Regions from separate parts of the Sus scrofa genome. Here region 2 is linked to region 1. A link is a contact called in public Hi-C data. All regions are on one chromosome and are shown on one strand. Each heading gives the region's core, a stretch centred on a gene start, on an enhancer-like site or on the middle of the called end of the contact. The rest is flanking DNA. Distances are from core to core; before and after follow the strand shown. Region 1 holds the start of BPIFC (BPI fold-containing family C protein). Region 2 holds the start of PWP1 (periodic tryptophan protein 1 homolog).

Evidence for each region. A called contact is a pair of places that touch in the nucleus more often than the background predicts.
Region 2: a Hi-C map of liver shows a contact between it and region 1, with 4 times the contacts expected there. The contact joins the promoter of PWP1 here to the promoter of BPIFC in region 1. A contact is called at or near these places in 4 of 47 Hi-C or Micro-C datasets (liver and skeletal muscle).

The regions. Positions count from the first base shown.
Region 1 is chr5:12,524,325-12,530,517 of Sscrofa11.1, forward strand. It overlaps BPIFC (BPI fold-containing family C protein), which reads left to right and starts at 2,604. Exons shown (of 18, transcript XM_005655521.3): 1 at 2,604-2,733. It overlaps FBXO7 (F-box protein 7), which reads right to left and starts at 1,609. Exons shown (of 9, transcript NM_001171751.1): 1 at 1,482-1,609. The coding sequence starts at 1,603.
Region 2 is chr5:12,728,147-12,734,339 of Sscrofa11.1, forward strand. It overlaps PWP1 (periodic tryptophan protein 1 homolog), which reads right to left and starts at 2,738. Exons shown (of 16, transcript XM_003126076.4): 1 at 2,509-2,738. The coding sequence starts at 2,580.

The DNA of each region.
Region 1 (6,193 bases), core at 1,354-3,853:
AAGGACACACTTTTAAACTGCCCATTTATTATAAAATGAACATACTTTCAGAAGAATGAATTTACTTTCACAAGCTGAAGCTTACATTCCTTGCAGTTAAGCAGCCTCAACTGTAAAAACAGACCTGAAAGAGAAACTAACTTGGGCTCTTGGGTAAACAAAGCATCATACTGAGTTTCACATCCTTTCCAGATTGTTCCAACTAATTAAAAATAATAATAATAATAATAAAATATATATACGTATACATGAGAATACTTTAAAAAGAGAAGTTGGTTTTGACAATTTATGATGGGGTGATGACGCCTACATGCAAAACTCTTAGGTTTAACACCAAGCAAAAAACAACTGGCATGTCAATTAATATAATGCTTAAAAGGAATGATGTCAATCCCTCATTTTCTGTATTTGTTTAATCTGACTTTGAACATAATATTGTCTTAACTTGAAAAATGAAAGGGTGAAAAGTTTATAATAAGGCCTCATTTTACTGAATTCCTTAAAAAAAAAAAAGTAAATTTACAAAAATCTTATGAAAGGAGCCACTTATTTAACAGAAAGGTTTTCTTTTGAAGAATTCATCTAAAAGGCCCCAGAGAACATCTTTTGTATTTTTTCTCAGCACACTCAAATTCCAAATTCGCTAACTCAGTATTTGAAAAGAACCACCCCTACTTTTGGCCCTCTACTCCCAGGGTATGGTCCCCAGAATACGCTTTCGGAAACAAAGCAACCCTATTTGCAGCCTCATAAATAACAGAATTTGATCCATTATTTCTCAATGTCACTGCCCGCTAACTGCAAGGTCTCCAGGATCATCATAAGGGTAACAATGTAAATTACTTCGTTTTCAGCGAGGAAAAAATAAACATATCTTGTCTAGGAAAATAATGTTATTTAAACAGATACACTGCACTTTGTAAAACTTCGCAAAGAGAAGTCAAAGTGCTCACTGCGGGGCCGGGTACACACACACTTAACCGAGTCTTAAAGCTACTGCAGCCTCACCGCAGCGGTAAAAGTCACAGGTGGCCTCGGACAGAGGGAAGGTTTCTTGCTTGTTCTAGTACTTTCCAAACTTTTAAACTGAAATATTCCGACAGCTGGAAATGTGAACTTAAATCGCTGGAAAGGTTTAACCCAAGCCAAATCCATAATTTCCAACTATTTCAAAGGGCGTGAGAATGTGTCGTCCTAGCCTATCCCTGTGTACGTTTGCTGCAAAAACAGAAGCGAAGGCTCACCCTGGAGGGGATCGGGGCCCCCGGGACGCCGAGCCATGACCTCCGGAGCTGGGACCCCGCGAGCTGCAGCCCGAGCGCCGGATGGTCCTCCGGTCGGCGCGCGTCACAGTCGCAGGGTCGCGGGCCCGGCAACATCCCGTTCCCCGCCCGGCCTCACGTGACGGCCCGGGGCGTACCCGCACCGCCCCGCGCTCCTCCCCGACCTGCCGCGCACCCCCGCCTCTCCGCGGCGCGTACCTGTACCCACAGGTGGGCAGCAGGGCCTGACTCAGGTGCGCGCGCAGCTGCCCCAGGGTCGGCTCCGCTTCTGGCATCTCCAGCGGCCAGGTCCGCTTCTGAAGCCGGACCCGCAGCTTCATGGCGGCGCCAGGAGGACTCAGGGGCCAGACCCCGAGGCGGCGACGACGATGACTACGGCGGGGCCGGGCAGCTCCCGCCTCAAGTGGCGGCGGCCCTAGAGTGGCGACCACCGGCGCTATGGGGCTGCTGAGGTTTAACGGAGAGAAGGCCCTGCCGCGACGGACGTCCTGCCGGCCTGTGTTGGGAACATGAGCGCTCCGCCCCCCAAGGGCGCCCCCTGGAGCCCACCCTGCTAGGGGCAGCTGGAGGCCTACGCGCAGCCAAGCCACTCTGGGACTCGCGATCGATGACTCGGCGCGCAACGGCGCCCCCTGAGAGGCGAAGAGCGCACTGCGCAGGCGCCGAGGCTGCCACCGGGCTCGAGTATCGCGGCTTTTGCGCTGGTGGCTGGAGCGCCACTTTTCAGTCGGACCTGGAGAAAGTTAACGCAGAGGGGGATGTTACAGGCGCGACTACTAGCCACTCTGCAAGGCCCAGGTGTGCCTGGTTCTTACCCCAGTTCCTCCATGGCGCCTGACTCTGGCACCTTCTACTCAGAAACCTTAGCCTGAGCCCAGGCTGTAGTAGTTTCCCCCGATACAGCAAAATTGAAACAGTTCGTAGTCAGAGATCGGTGTCAGAGTATATTGGTAATCTGGCGGTGCATAACAGTCAACCAAAGCTTACCACCTTAAGACAACAAACGCTTATTGTCACACGGGATCTATAGGTCAAGGCATTTGGGTACGGGTGGCCGTATGGTTCTGAATCTCTCAGGAGATTGCAGTCAAGATACATGTCAAGGCTGCAGTTATCTCAAGTCTCGACTCGGACTGGAGCATCTCAATCACATGATTGTTGGCAGGAGGCCTCAGTTTTTCACTGCATGCACCTCCCTGTGGGACCATCTGAGTGTCCCAATGGCTTAGCCTCTGGCTTCCCAGAGGGACCAAGGTAAATGCCACGATGTCTTTTAGGATCTAGTCTCAGAAATCACATACCATTACTTCAGTCATATTCTGTTGATCACAAACCAAGCCTTCGCTGTGGAAGAATCAGCCCAAAGACATGAGTACCAGTAAACAAGGATAATTAAGGGCCATCTGGGAATGTGGCTACCACAGAGGATCTGGCAATAATGATGGTGAAGGTAAGTTAGATAAGGAAGAGAGTTATCAGGTTTTATCCTTGTATGATAGCCATTTTCCAAATCGTTATAAGAGTTGAATAAAGTTTCTCCCAATAGGTGGCAGTGCTTGTCCACATTCTGACCTTCATTGAATAAATATGTATTGATCACCTGCTTTGTGCCAGATATTATCCTAGGTGCTGAGAAGACATGTTCCTACCCGGGCAGAGCTTACGGGTACCTGAATCAACTCTTGCAGTAGAGCCTAAAAAGTGTCTTGTTTATGCTAAAGATAAGAATAGTCCTGGGGATTGGGATACGTAGAGAAGAGATGCAGTCCAGTTGGGTTCTTTAGTGGTAGGCAATATGGGCTTGAGGAAGAGTAACAGGATCAGGGTGGCTCCATGTGACCAGAGTTGGCACAGTGGCTCAACGTGGACAGAGTGGGTATATCCCAGATAAAGAAGAGCCTTGAGGTAAGCAGAGGATTTGGGACACATTCTAGAATCTATGGGAAGCCATTGGAGACATTTAAGCAGGGTTCTTAGTTCTGAGCAATAGAGGCTGACTCTGACTAAGTAGAAAGAGAGCATATTGAAAGGATACTGGATAGCTGGGGGATTCTGGGGAGGACTGGAGAAGTGACTCCAGGTTAAGCTTCCAGGAATGATGCTCAGAACCAAGCTGAAGAACTGGCCTGATGAGGAAACTATCCTGACTGGGACTGTTGCTGCTGTCCCACCTCACACTGGAGGGAACTGCTGTCATTGCTCCAAGAACCACTGGGGAATGGCTGTCATCTTCAAATGCCACATGTTTTTGCACCATCAAAATGCCAAGCTTCCAGAAGAGCCCCTTTCCTCACCTTGCTCCCTTGCTCACCTCTTAGTCAGAGGCTCATAGGGATGCATCTGGTTGAGTGAAACTGAGTCCTGGCTGCAAAGCAGCCCGGAATTTAGGATCTGAACTCCTTTCTTGGGGAGGCGAGACTTATATGAGCTTCCCCAGATCTAGGAAGGCTGTTCAAAAGATGATGGGAGGCTGAGGCTGTGGGTCTGACAAGTGTATACCACAATGGACGGGGGTCAGATCTGAAATGTGAAATCTATCACTGGTAGAATATGGGAGAAGTATTAGGTCAGGGCTTCTCAGCCTCAGAACTTTGACATTTGGGCCTCAAGTCCTTGTTGTGGAGAAGTATCCTGTACCTTGTAGAATATTTAGCAGCATCCCTGATTTCTCTGCACAAAATGCCAGTAGAACCCCCTCCCACACTTGTGAGAATGAGATGGTCTCTAAACTTTTAACAAATGTCCCCTAGGAGGAAAATTCTCTTGACAACCACTGGACTAGAGACCAGCCCAGTTAGGAGGCCCTTTGGGTAACAGAGAAGAAAAGAATTGGTGGGAGGGCAGTAGAAATGGAGACAATGGGATGAGGAAGGAAGATGTTTCAGAGGTAGAAATACTGGATCCTGGAAAATGGCTGTGTGTGGAGGCTGTATTAGGATATAGCTTCAGCTCCTCAAACAGAGATCTGCAATAATAGCAACCTAAGCAAGATACGTTTATTACTCTCTGAAATAACATTCTTGGAGAAAGTAGTGCAAGGCAAGTGTGGTGTCCATCTTTAGAGACTGTCTGCCACAGTCCACCTCTTCGTACACATAAACCTGGATAAGTTACCATCCGTAAAAATGAAAATAGTAACAAAACTCCATCAGACAAGTATGCTGTAAAGATTCAGTGAGATAATACCTGTTGTTCTGGTTTTTGTTTTAAACCACTAAGCCTGTGGTAATTTGTTAGGACAACAATAGAAAACTAACCCACCACGGATCTTTGTCTCAATCCGTTGCCCAATAGGGTGTAACAGTAGGACCACAGGATGTAGGAGGGTCCTGGAAGAGAACCAGAGCATCTCTAAGGCACAGCCAAGATTTAAGGTACTCTGGAAGATAATCCCCCAAAGCCCCCAAGGTCCCGGAGAATGTTATATACTTCTTCCCTCAACTATCTCCCTCCTTGAGAATTGGTTTTTCTCTTTTTTGGAATGTCACCTTACTGTCTGCAAGCAATAGGCACTGCAACTTTCAAAGCGTTCGGAAATTTGAATTTCTTTTTTTAATGGACCATTTCATAGAATATTACAAAGGGATGATGTCACCCTTCCATGGGAGTCCATTCCTTGGCTCCCTGCAGGCTTTTTTTAAATAAATGTTTTATTTTTGGACAGTTCAAATTTATAGAATCATTGTAAAGATTTACATACCACATACCCAATGTTCCCTGGTATTAACGTCTTAAATTAGTGTAACGTGTTTGTCACAACTATATAATGGACCACTGTAGATATTTTTATTAGCTAAAATTCATACTTATTCAGATCTCCCACTTTTTTCCTAATGTCCTTTTTCTGTCCCAGGATCCCATCCAGGATGTCACATGACATTTAGTAGTCTCATCTCCTAGGCTCCTCTCAGTTGCCTCAGTGTCAGGCTTTCCTTGTTGTGTTTGACTTTGACAGTTTTGAGGATTCCCAGTCAGGTGGTTTGTGAAGTGCCCCCCAGTTGGGATTTGTCTGATATTTTCTCATGATTAGACTGTAATGTGCTTCCGGAAAGAAGACCACCTAGGTAAACTGTCCTTGTCACCACATCCTATCGGCAGTGCATGCTCTCATTGTGACCTCTCACTTTTGATGTTAACCCTGATTGCTTGGCTTCTCCACTGTAAAGTTACTCCTTTCCTTTTCATATTGTACCCTTTGGGTGAAAGTCACTATGTGTAATCCATACTTAAAGGGTGGGCGTTACGGAGTTCCTGTGGTGGCTCAGTGGAAACAAACCTGACTAGTATCCGTGAGGATGCGAGTTCGATCCCTGGCCTCACTAAGTGGACTAAGGATCTGGCATTGCCTTGAGCTGTGGGATAGGTCGCTGACGCAGCTTCGATCCAGGGTTGCTATGGCTGTGGTATAGGCTGGCAGATGTAGCTCCAATTCAACCCCTAGCCTGGAAACTTCCATATGCCATGTGTGTGGCCCTAAAAGGAAAAAAAAAAAAAAGAGTGGGAGTTATGCTCTATCTCTTTAAGAGTTGCGTATCAATATAAATTAATTTCTTCTGCACCGGAGATTTGTCTCTTGCCTATTTAGCCAATCATGTATATCGATTTGGACTTAAAGATATTTATTTTATTTTTTTAATTTTATTTTTTATTAATGAATTTTATTACATTTATAGGTGTACAACAGTCATCACAACCAAATTTTATATCATTTCCTTCCCAAACTCCCAGCCTATCCCCCTAACCCCAACCTGTCTCCTTTGGAAACCATAAGTTTTTCAAAGTCTGTGAGTCAGTATCTGTTCTGCAAAGAAGCTCATTGTGTCCTTTTTTTAGATTCCACTCCATGTTGCTGCAAATGCCATTATTTCTTTCCTTTTAATGGCTGGCTAATATTCCATTGTGTATATGTC
Region 2 (6,193 bases), core at 1,488-3,987, 200 kb after region 1:
TAAATCATAAGCTCCTTGCCACTGTGTGTTCTGCCCAGGTAGGGGATACTTGGTGATAGATGATGAACCAATTGATCGCCCAATTTGCATAAAAATGTCTCTAATAATACAGAAATCTTCTATTGCTGGATAGCTCCAGGAACTAAAAGTTCCTCTCCTTCTTTTTACTGTTTTTTGGCCACATCCGTGGCATATGGAAGCTCCCGGGCCAGGGACTGAATCTGAGCCACAGCTGTGTTAATGCCGATCCTTAACCCACTGCACCGGGCCAGGGATCAAACGCTCATCATCACAGAGGCAACACTAGATCCCTAACCCATAGCACCACAATGAGAGCTCCCTAAAAGTTCTTAAGTTCAATCAGAAGATACTTTTTTTCTAATTTCTTTTATTGGTTTAAGTTTTCCTTCCTGGGATTTTACAGAATAAATTCAATCTCTTCTTCCTATAAACTCTTCAAGCAATCGTTCCCAAATTTGTCTGCATATCAGAATCACGTGGGGTAATCTTTTAATAATTTCAGGCTATAGCCCACATTAATAGATCACAATACTTGGGAGCCTATATTTTCAAAGCTAAGTATTTTTTGAAGCTCCCCAAGTAGTTCCAATATGTAGACATATTTGGAAATCACTGTCTTCAAGTATTTGAAAGGCTATGTGTTCCTTTTAACAACTCTTACCTCCTTCGATAATTTTTAATATGAAATCTCCTCCTGTCCCTATTTTATACATATGCACTGAATGCCTACAGTGAGCCAAACACTGAAAAAACTGGTGAATAAAACAGTTTGTACCCTGGTGGAACTGGCCCAATAACATTAAAACAAACATGTCCCCACCCTTGCTTCTTTCATAGCATTTATTCCCACTGACATAGGATTGATACATGCACATGTCAACTCCCTAAAGGCAAGGTTCATGCCTATTTCAGGACCCTGAACAATGCCTAGAACAGGGAAAGCACTTTAAAGTGCCACATTCAGGGAGTTCCCGTTGTGGCTCAGCTGTAACGAATCAGACTGGCATCCTTGAGGATGCAGGTTTGATCTCTGGCCTCGCTCAGTGGGTTAAGTGTCCGTGTTGCCATGAGCTGTGGTGTAGGTCACAGATGCGGCTGGGATCCCACGTTGCTGTGGCTGAGGTAGGCCAGCGGCTACAGCTCGGATTTGACCCCTAGCCTAGGAATTTCCATATGCTGCACACGCGGTCCTAAAAGGCGAAAACAGAAGGGGAAAAAAAAAAGGCCACATTTACCTTTCACCCCCACTGCCACAGCAACATCCTGAAACAGAGCAGGCCCATTCCCCACCCCTCCACCCCTCCATTCGCTGCCTGCTTTCTGTCTGCTGAAAAACTTCAAAGAGTAAGCTTAATCAGAGAGGTGAGAAGATAACGGAAGCAAAGGAAAGCAGTCAAACAGGACAAAATAGTAAGTCATTAAACAAAGTTAAGGACCTTTAAGTTCCTCCTCAAGGCAATGGATAATATTCTGAACCATATCCTGAGGGCAGTTTTGTAGATACTGAAACCCCACCAGGTGGAAGAAGTTAACTACACTGATGACCAGACTGTAGTCATGACAGAAGCTGCCATAATTCTGAGAACTAGCCTCAAAGAAATGGGAACAAATCAACCGGAGAACTGAAGAACTGAGAACTGAACCCGAGAACTGAAGACTAACTGCACTTAAACCAGTCTAAATGATGCTGATCAGACCACTGCATGACCAACTTCCAGAGGACCCTCAGAGTCAACTGTACTGCATACAGCCCCCTCCCTCGGCCTCTACACCCCTGAAACTCCCCCTTAAAGCTCTTGCCCACTATCAGACGGGGAACTTGGCCATTGACTTGAATCCACCCTCCTTTGTTAGCCTCCTAAATAAAGCAAACTTTTCTTTCCCCAAACTTGTCTCTTTATCGGCTTTAGAACAGGGAGAAGCTGGACCCCTCTTTCTGTAACAATCTCACTTGGGCCATTGCAAAAAATTCTCAATTCAACTCCCAGCCTCATGAAACCATAGTCTCCACACCAGGTTTTCTACCCCATAGCTTTCACCCAGTGTATTCCTCTAAATGCCTAGCAAAAGAGTGGAAATGGAGTTTAACATACGTGCCCCCTCCTCTCGTTATGCCTGAAAAACGCACTGGGATGGTGGGCGATGACATGGTACAGTCAAGAAGGCTTTGGGGCAGTTCCCATTGGGAGCAGCACCCCGCCCCCTTCCTTCCAGCCCGTGGGATCCACGTGTGTACGAATTAGAGGGAGGGGCTGGGCTTGGGAGAAGGACGGTCGGGGGGCAGTGGGCTGATCCCAGGCCCAGGAGTCCCAGATCCTCAGGCCGCAGCCCTAGTGATGACAATCAGGCCACAGTCGGCCTCACCCCAAGTCAGTTCTACGAGCCGCGCCAGGGCCGTGCGCTCCGGGTCCAGGCTTCCCAGGCGGCGCGGACCCACGATGCTGCAAAGAGCCGCTCCCCTTACCTCCCAGGGCTACCAGGCCTCACCTTGTCTGGCGTCTCTTTGGCCACGCCGCAGCGGACCCAGGCCACGCACGTCACCTGGCGGCTGCGGTTCATGGTCTTCTGCGCAGCGACACCTTTTTGCTAGACTTGGACCCAGCGGGTGTAGAGTCCCGCAGTCGCCCCTCAGACAAGCGCCGCACCACACCTGGGCAGAGCACAGGCGCGGGGCACTGGCTCCAGGGCCGTCGGCGCCCGCGTCTGACGTCACTCTCAGGCGCCGAATGTGAAACGGGGCGGGGCGGGGAGAGAGTTGGAAGTGGAAGCAGGGCGAGAAGAATCCACGTGGGCTGAACAGTGCTGGCTGCGCAGAGACAACGTATAAGATCAATGCATTGGGAACTGTAGGCATCAGAGGCAAATTTCCACTGAGCTTTATTTTGCTTCTATAAACTTAAGGCTGACAAATAGTAGGGGTTGGGTTTATTTTTAATAGCTTTCTCCAAAATGAATTTATCACTTCAAGGAAATACTTCTGCCCTTACATTTCGTTACATTTTTGGATGTCTTACCTTAAAACATTTAACACCTATTTTATACTAAGTATACAGTAGTGGTTGTAGCAGCAGCGAACACAAAGTGCTTATTAATGTGTGAAGCACTGGTTTAAGTACCTTATGTTTTTTGTTCTTTGAGTTCTTTTGGCCGCACCAGGGTCAGGGGTCGAACCTGTGCTACAGCAGTGGCCCAGGCCCCTGCAGTGACAATACTGGATCCTTAACCCGCTGCAGCCACAAGAGAACTTTTTAAGTACCTTATGTTAATTTGGTTATTTCTTAACCCTGTGTGGGAAGTCTTATTCCCATTTTATATATGGGGAAACATCAGTTATCTTTCTGGGGTCACATAGCTGGTAAGTAGTTAGGATATGAGCCCAGTCAGTGTGACTCCAGATGGTAACTATAATCTGTATTTAGGCTTCTCAGCTAAGGTCAGAGTCACCCATGAAAATGTCAGTGACGACACTTTAGAAAGTTTTAGCATCATGTAAAGGTCTGGGTTTTGATCTCTTGAGTGTGTGACTCTGTCCAGGCCATTTGCCCTCTCTGAGCTTCCATCCGTCTCTCCTACTTCTAAGGCAGGCAACAAAAACAAGACGGAGTCTGCTATGGAGGAAGTGGTACTTGAGCAGCATGTGGTTTGCACCAGCTGCATTGTCAGTGGGCCGTCCACCTGTGGGCTCAATTTGTGGACACTTGCAACACGTTTTCCTCACATAGGATATTTTGCTTGGTTCTTCTTCTTTTTTTTTTTTTTTGCCTTTTCTAGGGCTGCTCCCACAGCCTAAGGAGATTCCCAGGCTAGGGGTCTAATTGGAGCTGTAGCCGCCAGCCTACGCCACAGCCACAGCAACATGGGATCTGAGCTGCGTCTGCAACCTACACCACAGCTCAGGGCAACGCCAGATCCTTAACCCACTGAGCAAGGGCAGGGACTGAACCCGCAACCTCATGGTTCCTAGTCGGATTCGTTAACCACTGCACCATGAAGGGAACTACTTGCTTGGTTCTTAAAACAATACAAGAACCTTACTGATGAAACAGGGTCAAGAATCACCTCTGTTTTATTAGAGGTAAGGAAGTTTAGTGATGAAAAGCCTTTCTTCTTTGAAATCACACACAGTTGGGGACTGACAGGACTACAACTAGACACCAGCAACTCTCTACACTCAGCCTGATGCCCTTGGCATTTGCCCAGCCTGAGGAAGGATCCTCTCAGGAGTGAACTGCTAGAAGAAAAAAATAAAAATAAGGAGTAAACTGCTAATCCTTAGAATAGTTGGACTATGTCTTTCTTAGATCTCTGTTAATCTAAACTGATTCCTTTGCGGTTTCTTTGCTTTTGGTCCATGGTGAAAGGTGATATGACAGGTTGTATTTTTCAGAAATGGCTGTACCATAATCTTCCTTCAGACATGTTTTTCCACAACGTAATCTTGATGCTCCCCTGTCAAAACATGGAGTCTAATTCTCCCCACCCCCAACCTTGAATTTGCATAGGTTTATGACTGCTTTGACCAACATGGCATATGACAGAAGTTCCAAGGTTAGGTCATAAGTGAGATGCAGGTTTTGCCTCCCTTCTGCCACCCTCCACACTCATGCTTGTGCTCTGAGCTACCATATAAAAAGTTTGACTACCTGAGGCCACTATGTGGTGAGGAAGCCAAACCACAAGGAGAGGCCACAGTGGATGCTCCAGTAGACAGTCCCAGTTTTTGAGTCACCCAGACGTATAAATGAAAGAGCTTCAGATGATTCCAGCGCCTCAACACTAACCACCCCCTCCTCGGCCTTTGAGTGTTTCCACCTGAGGCCCAGACACCCTGGAGCAGAGATGAACCCTTCCCACTGCGCCCTGCTGCAAATTCAGTCTGACCCCTCAATCTGTGATCCTAGTTAAATCGTTGTTTCAAGCCATTAAGGTTTCTTTAATCCTTCCATAATTCTCTCTTTCTTTCTTTTCTTTAGGGCCGCATCTGTGGCATATGGAAGTTCCCAGGCTAGGAGTCAAATCCGAGCTACAACTGCCAGCCCATGTCACAGCCACAGCAACACAAGATCTGAGCTGTGTCTGCAACCTGCACCACAGCTCACAGCAATGCTGGATCCTTAACCCACTGAACGAGGCCAGGAATCAAACCCACATCCTCATGGATCCTAGTTGTGTTTATTACAGCTGAACTATGACAGGAACTCCCCGTAATTTGTTATTGTGATAAAATATACATAAAATAGAACATGATTTTAATGATTTTTATTTATTTATTTATTTTTGTCTTTTTGCTATTTCTTGGGCCACTCCCGCGGCATATGGAGGTTCCCAGGCTAGGGGTCGAATCGGAGCCATAGCCGTTGGCCTACACCAGAGCCACAGCAATGTGGGATCCGAGCCGCGTCTGCAACCTACACCACAGCTCAAGGCAACTCCAGATCGTTAACCTACTGAGCAAGGGCAGGGATCGAACCCGCAACCTCATGGTTCCTAGTCGGATTCGTTAACCACTGCGCCACGATGGGAACTCCTGTTTTTATCTTTTGTCTTTTTAGGGCCATACCCAACATATATGGAGGTCCCAGGCTAGGGGTTGAATTGGAGCTGCAGCCGCCGGCCTATGCCACAGCCACGCCAATGCTGGATCTAAGCCTCGTCTGCGACCTCCACCACAGCACATGGTAATGCTGGATCCTTAACCCAATGAGCAACATCAGAGATCGAACCCACGTCCTCATGGATGCTAGTCGGTTTGTTGACTGCTGAGCCATGACAGGAACTCCGAGGTCATTTTAAAATGCAGCAATAAGGAGTTCCTGTATGGTGCAAAAGGATCTGCAGCCTGGCATGGTGGGTTAAAGGAGCCAGTGTCGCCGCAGCTTTGATGTAGGTGGCAACTGCAGTTCGGATCTGATCCCTGGCCTGGAAACTCCATGTGCTGCGGGGAGGCCAAAAACTAAAAAAATAAAATTAAAAACATGCAGCAGTAATAACTGGAACAGGCAAGAACCTGGGCTATATTAAAACAGAGCACGTGAGTTAAATTATTCGTAAAGGCTGATTTATTAACACCTAGCTGGGCTTAGGTGGGCACATCTGGTCCAAGGGACTAGGCTTGTATTTGAGTACTTGCCTCCTGATCTCTTCTCGCTGGGAGTTGCCCTCTTAGGAGCCA